2 separate regions of the Ovis aries genome follow, and region 2 is linked to region 1. The links are chromatin contacts, called in public Hi-C maps. All regions are on one chromosome and are shown on one strand. The core of a region is the stretch at or near the end of the contact, and the rest is flanking DNA. Distances in the headings are between cores, read along the strand shown. Region 1 has its middle 52 kb from the start of MINDY4B. Region 2 has its middle 30 kb from the start of ERICH6.

The links. Hi-C and Micro-C count contacts between places; a contact is called where the count stands out from the background.
Region 2: a Hi-C map of blood shows a contact between it and region 1, with 6 times the contacts expected there. The contact joins two enhancer-like sites. A contact is called at or near these places in 12 of 16 Hi-C or Micro-C datasets (blood, hypothalamus, liver and 6 more).

Annotation. Positions count from the first base shown.
Region 1 is chr1:238,007,161-238,010,888 of ARS-UI_Ramb_v3.0, forward strand. No RefSeq gene overlaps it. Among named protein-coding and RNA genes, the nearest start is that of MINDY4B, 52 kb to the left of the region's middle. Within about 2 kb of position 1,696, at least 8 of the 54 cell types and tissues checked have an H3K27ac peak or open chromatin away from gene starts, as enhancers often do.
Region 2 is chr1:238,128,306-238,132,033 of ARS-UI_Ramb_v3.0, forward strand. No RefSeq gene overlaps it. Among named protein-coding and RNA genes, the nearest start is that of ERICH6, 30 kb to the right of the region's middle. Within about 2 kb of position 1,961, at least 24 of the 54 cell types and tissues checked have an H3K27ac peak or open chromatin away from gene starts, as enhancers often do.

The DNA of each region.
Region 1 (3,728 bases), core at 446-2,945:
CCATTTCCTACTCCAGGGGATCTTCTCGACCCAGGGATTGAACTCACATCTGTTACATCTCCTACATTGCCAGGTGGATTCTTTACCACTGAGCCACTGGGAAGATCCCACTTTACAGTATTAGTTAGCAATTTCAAATTTCACCCCTAGCTATGTACCCCAGAGAAACAAAAGCCTATGTCCACACAAAATCTTGCACACAAATGTTTATATCAGCATTATTTATTCTAGTCAAAAAGGAGAAACAACTCAAAGGTCCATCAACTGACAAACACATAAATGATACCTTGTGTTGATAGATCATACCGTGGAGTCCTATTCAGCCATAAAAAGGAATGGCATACATAGATAACCACATCACAGTTGACTCTCACATAGATGAACATCAAACAGTTATGCAAACTGAAAGCTGTTAGTCACGGAAGACCACATACCGTGTGATTCCATTCATATAAAATGGCCAGAATAGGCAAATCTATAGGGGCGGGAAGTAGCTTAGTGGTTTCCCAGGACTGGGAGGGGCTTCCTGGTGGCGCAGATGGTAAAGAATCAGCCTGCAATGAAGGAGACCCGGGTTTGATCCCTGGGTTGGGAAGATCCCCTGGAGAAGGGAATGGCAACCCACTCCAGTATTCTTGCCTGGAGAATTCCATGGACAGAGGAGCCTGGCAGGCTACTGTCCACAGGGTCACAAAGAGTTGGACACGACTGAGCGACTAACACTACCACACACTAGGGCTGGGAGAAGGAGAAGGTAGGCTAGGATGGGGGGAGGGTGACTGCTAAAGGGTACAGGTTTCATTTCAGGATGATGAAAATGTTCTAAACTTAGGTCACAGTGTTGAATACATACTCTGAATATACACTGAAGAACAGCTAAACAGGTACACTTTAAGGAATGTACATTATATCTCAATAAAGCTGTTTGTAAAAAAAAAAAAGAGCTATTTATAAAGGGTACTATTAATAACACCATTCATTTGAAAGGGACCATGGTAAAAGAATAAGGATCTGACAGGTCTGCAAAGACAAAAAGCCTTTACCTCTGACCAACACGTTTTGAGAGGCATGACTATGTCTAGGGAGGAAGAGGGTGAAAATTTCAACATCGCTCCCTCCCTAATATAACCACACAGTTCCCTAAAAACAAACTGGCATTTGGTCTGTTTCACACCTGAAATCAGACCCTCCCCTACTTGATGAAGCTGCTTCACCTCTAATTAGCTTTTATTTTGCATAAAATTATAAACCCACGAGGAGGGGGGCAACCATGCACATGGTCCCTTCCTCTCCCAGAGGACCCCAGCTTCACTGCACTCCTTTCCCTTCCTGCCCTGGGTGTTTGAATGGCTGACCACCATCCAAGAGAGAAGTGCTGCAGGGAACACACAGGTTACCCCTCAGCCCAAGAAGCCACAGGGCGCAAGAACTAATCAGACTTGACCAGACAGAAAGACAGGGCCGCCTTGACGGGCAAAACGAAAAGTAGCAGGTGAGCAACCTGCTTGACTGCTGCTTAGAGGTAAGAGAGAGTCGCTAACTAAGCAACTTTAAATCACCAGGGAGGACAGAGATACGCAAACGAGCTGGCTTAAGTGAACTCAACTGTCACCATAGAAAGTATAATAGCCTCTGGCTATGGGCCGCCTCCCAGGACAGTCTCGGGGTGCACCCAGCACCAGGTCACTGGGGAGGTAGGGTATGAGCAAGTGCACTATGAGTCACTTCTGAATGCTGAATGCAGCCAAGAGGAACATCAGAGATACTTCAGAGCCTGAATTCCCAGGGTAATAAAAAGGCAGAAAGTTGTTACGTGCCCATAGCTGTAATTACCACTTAAAGTCGTTAGCAGCTGCCCCGGCTATTGGTGTGTAAAATGAAACGCCAATTTGGAGTCTTTTCCATAGAATGAGATTTCCTATTTCAAAAAGGGAACAGTGCATCACAGAAAATACATTGCTCCCTGTAATGATCTAGGTCACCTTGCCCTGTGTGCTCAGGTTGCGGCTGCCAGCATAATGGAGGAATGAAATCAGTATCCAAGAATTTAAGAGATTCAGGGATATAAGGTGTGATGGGCCTCCTTGCTCTGTCCCTCAGTGTGCTACCCCTTCCCAGGAACAATCAAAGAAATTTTTGCAAACAACTGCCAATCCGATGTACAGGCCATACCTGCTCTGTTTTTTTTTTTTTCCACTTTGTATTAAAATATATATTATTTTTCTGATTTTTTTCTACTGTAGGTTATTACAAGACATTGAATATAGTTCCCTGTGCTATCCAGTATATCCTTGTTGCTTATCTCTTTTATATTTAGTGTGTATATGTTAATCCTGAACTCCTAATTTACCTTCCCCATTTCCCCTGCTATCCCCTCTGGTAACTGTAAGTTTGTTTTCTATTACTGTGAGTCAAGAACCCTTAAAGCCATCTATCCCCTCCCATTCTTCTCTTTTCACACACTGCCTTATGAGTCATCTTTGCCCTAACAGACAGATACATTCAATCAGTCATTTGATGTTGATAGAAAGGCATCTTTCAGTGGTCTAATCAAGACAGTTCACTTTTTGGATGAAAAGAATAGGGAATAAACCAGGGGTGCTGCTGATGGAGGTGTGTGTGTGAGAGACAGATAAACAGACAGAAAGAACCTCCGGGAGATCTCAAGACAGACTGGTAAGAGACAAGCTGCCCAGAGAGCTAAACTGAGAAGAAAGAAAACAGCAGAGCCAGTAAGTGCACGTGTGTCTTTTAGAAAAGACACAGCAGATACCTGTTTAGTCAGAAAAGCTGACTTCTTGTAATTAGTCTGCCTTGATATTTTATACCAGAAGAAAATAGTATTCCCTCCTTGAGCTCCAGTTTTCTCATTTTAAATAACTACAACCCACCTTCTATATCCAAAACCAATAGGATGACAGCAATTACAATAACTACTTTACGCTCCTTCAGACAATAGTGAAACAACCACCAAAATGAAAGTCGCTCAGTCATGTCCGACTCTTTGTGACCCCATGGACTATATAGTCTGTGGAATTCTCCAGGCCAGAATACTGGAGTGGGTAGCCTTTCCCTTCTCCAGGGGATCTTTCCAACCCAGGGATCAAACCCAGGTCTGCTGCACTGCAGGCGGATTTTTTACCAGCTGAGCCACAAGGGAGGCCCCCAAGGAAAGAAAAAAAAAAGATTCACGCTTTAGTGGAAGTTTAATAGTTAAGAACTTGGCATACATTTTAAAACACAATGTGTCTGTACTTTAAACACAAGGTGTTAAAGAGCATAGTGCTTCCCTGGTGGTTCAGTGGTAAAGAACCCATCTGCCAATGCAGGATGGTGCTGGAGAAGACTATTGAGAGTCCCTTGGAAAGCAAGGAGATCAAACCAGTCATTCAGGAAATCAAAACCTAACATTCATTGGAAGGACTGCTGCTGAAGCTGAAGCTCCAATACTTTTTGGCCACCTGATTCGAAAAGACAACTCATTGGAAAATACCCTGATGCTAGGAGAGATTGAGGGCAGGAGGAGAAGGGAGCAACAGAGCATGAGACAGTTGGATGGATTCACCGACTCAATGGACATGAATTTGCGTAAACTCCAGGAGATAATGAAGGACATGGAAGCCTAGCATGCAGCAGTCCATGGGGTTGCAAAGAGTTTGACACAACTCACTGACTGAACAGCAAACAAACGCAGGAGATGCAGGTTCAACCTCTGAGTCAGGAAGATT
Region 2 (3,728 bases), core at 711-3,210, 120 kb after region 1:
CTACATCTCAATAAAACTCTCATACACACACACACACACACACACATATATACATACATACACACAAACATACAGTTTTTAAATCCCCCCTTGGTAATCTGATGCCTCCAGACCTTGAGGCAACATTCATCTGTTTATTCAATACATATTTACTGGGCATCCACTGTTCAATCATTTATTTACACAACAGTATATACTGACCACCCATCTTGTGCTAGGCACTGTTCTATACACATAGGATCCAGCAAAACGTGCAAAAAATATCTAGCCTTTGAACTACTTACATCCTCATGGATGAAAACAGGCAATAAAGAAAAGGAATAAATAGGAGGATTTGTACAGTGTGATACATTAAAAGTAACTGACACTAGGGAGAAAAATAAAGCAAGGAAGAGAGATGGTCAGCAGGCGAACAGAAAGGAGGGGCTGCAGTTGTAAGCAAGGTGGGCAGGGAAAACCTCACTGAGAAGGTGACATCTGAACAAAGATCTGAAGGAGGCAGGGGAATGAACCATGCAGACTGCTGGAGGAAGAACATTCTAGGCCAGGAAAATGGCAAGTGCTAAAGTCCTGAGGTGGACAAGCCCAGTGTGTTCAAGGAATATCTAGGCAGCAGAGTCAGTGAGAAGGAAAGTACAGGACACGAAGTTAGAGAAGTAAGACGAGGGACAAACTCTGCTCTTTCACTGAGGTGGGGCATGTGTGTACATCTGAAAATAGCAGAAATGATTCAGGATCTTGGCTCCACATGGTGCATGTGTGACTTGCCAAGTTTTGAGATAAGGCTACAATCTGATGTACTGGAGCTGACACACACCAGTGGTGAGAGAATTTCTGAAGAATCTGGAGACCCAGGTGATAAACACAGTTCTTATTAAAAACTAAGTTACAGCAATTTGTAATTTAATAAATTATATGAAACACAAAAGTATTAAATACTCACACATTCCCAATTATTTTGCTACATCTAACGACTACCCGGGCTATTCTGGTCATTTACATCTACCGTGTCTGTATGGTGAAAATACTATAAAAGGCGTGCCCTGCCTTTCTATTCCCAAATCTGCATCACTCTCAGCAGTGTCGTGTCAGTAATTTGAAATGTGCCATAGTAGGAATATTTATACCGCAGGAATTGGCAAATGCTACAGACTGGGGTTTTATTTCTTGTCTTGTTATCTAGATCTAAGAAAGTGAAGGAGAAAGTGTTAATAGCACAGCATTCACTTAAAAGTGTGCCACATTTGGGATCCATTACATTGCAAATAAAACCAAAAAATGAGGAAATATTTTCCCAGGATTCTAAAACTCTTACCCAGTTCAGCAAAAAAGTCACTCGTATCCTTGATGAAGTGGATGAACTAGTGAAATCCTGACAAATGTGTTTGTTGCTTCACTTTAACCCTGACAGCATCAACCAACATCCCTATCTTAGGGTTTCCCCTGTGGCTCAGATGGTTAAGAATCTGCCTGCAATGCAGGAGACCCAGGTTTAACCCCTGCGTCAGGAAGATCGCCTGGAGAAGGGAATGGCAACCCACTCCAGTATTCTTGCCTGGAGAATCCCATGGACAGAGAAGCCTGGGGGGGCCACAGTCCACGGGATCACAAAGACTTGGACACGACTGAGTGACTGTCACTTCCATAGCTTAACATACTCGTTCGCTGGCTTTGGGAACTTGGAGCCCCAGGGTCCTGAACCGGACAACAGGGGTGACACCACAGGGATGTTACAACAGTGAGCTCGGGGAAGCCTGGGGTCTGGCACAACTGGCTGAGTAAACAAGGGCTCCAGCGAGGAGTCTGGTCTGGGCCTGGCCTCCTCCCTGATCCAAGCTGGGCACCGCCTTCCAGTCCACACCTCCTCCTCGTAAATATTCTCTCTCTCTCCCTCTCACACACACACTCACACACACAGCAATTTTCTTCCCTAATCGCCTCCCACAGCAGCCAGCCCATGCTCCATATGACTCAGCATTCTGAACCTAAAGTTGCTTTTCTGCTCTTGTCCCCTGGAGTTTCAGCTGGTTCCTGAAGGAGGCCAGCTGCCCTGAGAGAGCTGGTGTATATTTCTTTTTTTTTTTTTTAATCTCTTTTTTTAAACTTCTGGGGTGGGGGGAAGGGTACTCAGAGTGTTCTTTTTGATTTGACAGAATAAACTTCGGTAGATAAATACAGGGAAGGAGTCCTTGTGAGAGTCTTCATTCCTAAGTATAGCTACATGGTGAATAAACAGCTCACAGTGTAACTAAGAAGGCCTGATGTGTCTCTGGGGTTCCTTCAGCCATGGCCCAACAGAGGCCTTGCTGACAAGTACTGGCCCTCTGTGGGCACGTAGGAGGGCGCTCTGGGAGCCAGGAGACCAAGTGGCCCTCCCCACTGTGCTGTGTCGGGCTGCTCTGCTTGCAAGGAATGGAGACAGGCTGAGCCTTTAAGTGACAGGCATTTACTGTCACAAGAGTCACAGCCACCTCAGCCGGCACAGGTGCTAAACAGGCTCCAAGGGCTGTATCTCTGCTCCTACCCTCACCACCTGCCCTGGGCCCTGGCGGGCTGACCTCTGGGTTTTGTATCCTCATAACTGCCTTGTCCTTTGACCTCCAGTTGAACTGGCCTTGGAGGGGGGCAGGAGATCAGAGTTGGGGTGAGGGTTGGGGTTTAGTTCAGAAACAAAAAGACCCTCCAGGGCTCTCTGGGGATCCTTCACTGTCTCACAGGTCCTGGTACGGCCACATCATTGGGACTCAACCACCATCTCCCTGCTTGTCCTGCCGTCAACAACGCTGCTCCCCTCTGCTCGCCCTGTCTCGTCCTCACTGCTTCTCTCTGCTGCCATCTCTGTGCGTCTTTTAATTTCAGGTCCCCAAGATGGGGTCCGCTTGATGGGGCAGCTACCAGACACCCTGCCCCACTGTAAAGTCACTGGCCTGCCCCTGAGCCAGGAGCAGCATGGTGACCACAGCGGGACGGGCTCAGCATAAAGACCCCCACAGCAGGACTGCTTCAGAGCAAAGAAAACAGAAACACACATAAGCAGATTGCACAGCGTGATCTGGGGCGTTCAAGAAGGGTGTAGGACATACCTCCTGGGCCTGCCAGCTGTTCCAGAGATTGGCTGTGGGGCAGGATGGCCTGGGTGAGGCGAGACTCAGCTGCCCAGAGCTCCTGTACTGAGAGATTCAGACTGAGGCCTGTGCCAAGGCCATGCCAGCCAGCACCCACACCTGGTCAGCAGCCACAGCCCAGCAAGGGCCACCTAGAACAGAAGGCCAGACCGGGAAAGCAACATGTAAGGAGCCACTCAAGGCCCTCCCTGACCTTGTGGGCATGTGCACATTCCAGGCCCTCCGCTTCAGTCTCCCTCAACTTTCCAGTCCCCAAACAGACCATGTTCACCACCCTACTTCTCTGCCTGCACCACTCCCTCGGCCATCTTGTTTACAAAAACAAAACAGAACGTCTTCCACCACTGTCTCCCAGCAAATTCCTTCCTTAAAAAGACATTCTGGAGAAAACCTCAGATGCCCCAAACCAGACCACTTATTCTGTCACCTCAGGAGCAAGCCTGGGCCTGATTCCTTTTTGTATTGGGGGCCCTTCTCTCGACAAGGAATATTCTAGATGTTCCCTGTGAATGAATATTAAAGAAATGAAGAGACAAGAGCAAGGAACATGATCAGAAAATAGAATGGGACTCATTCCTGCCAACAAGTGAAGCATTAGAAGAG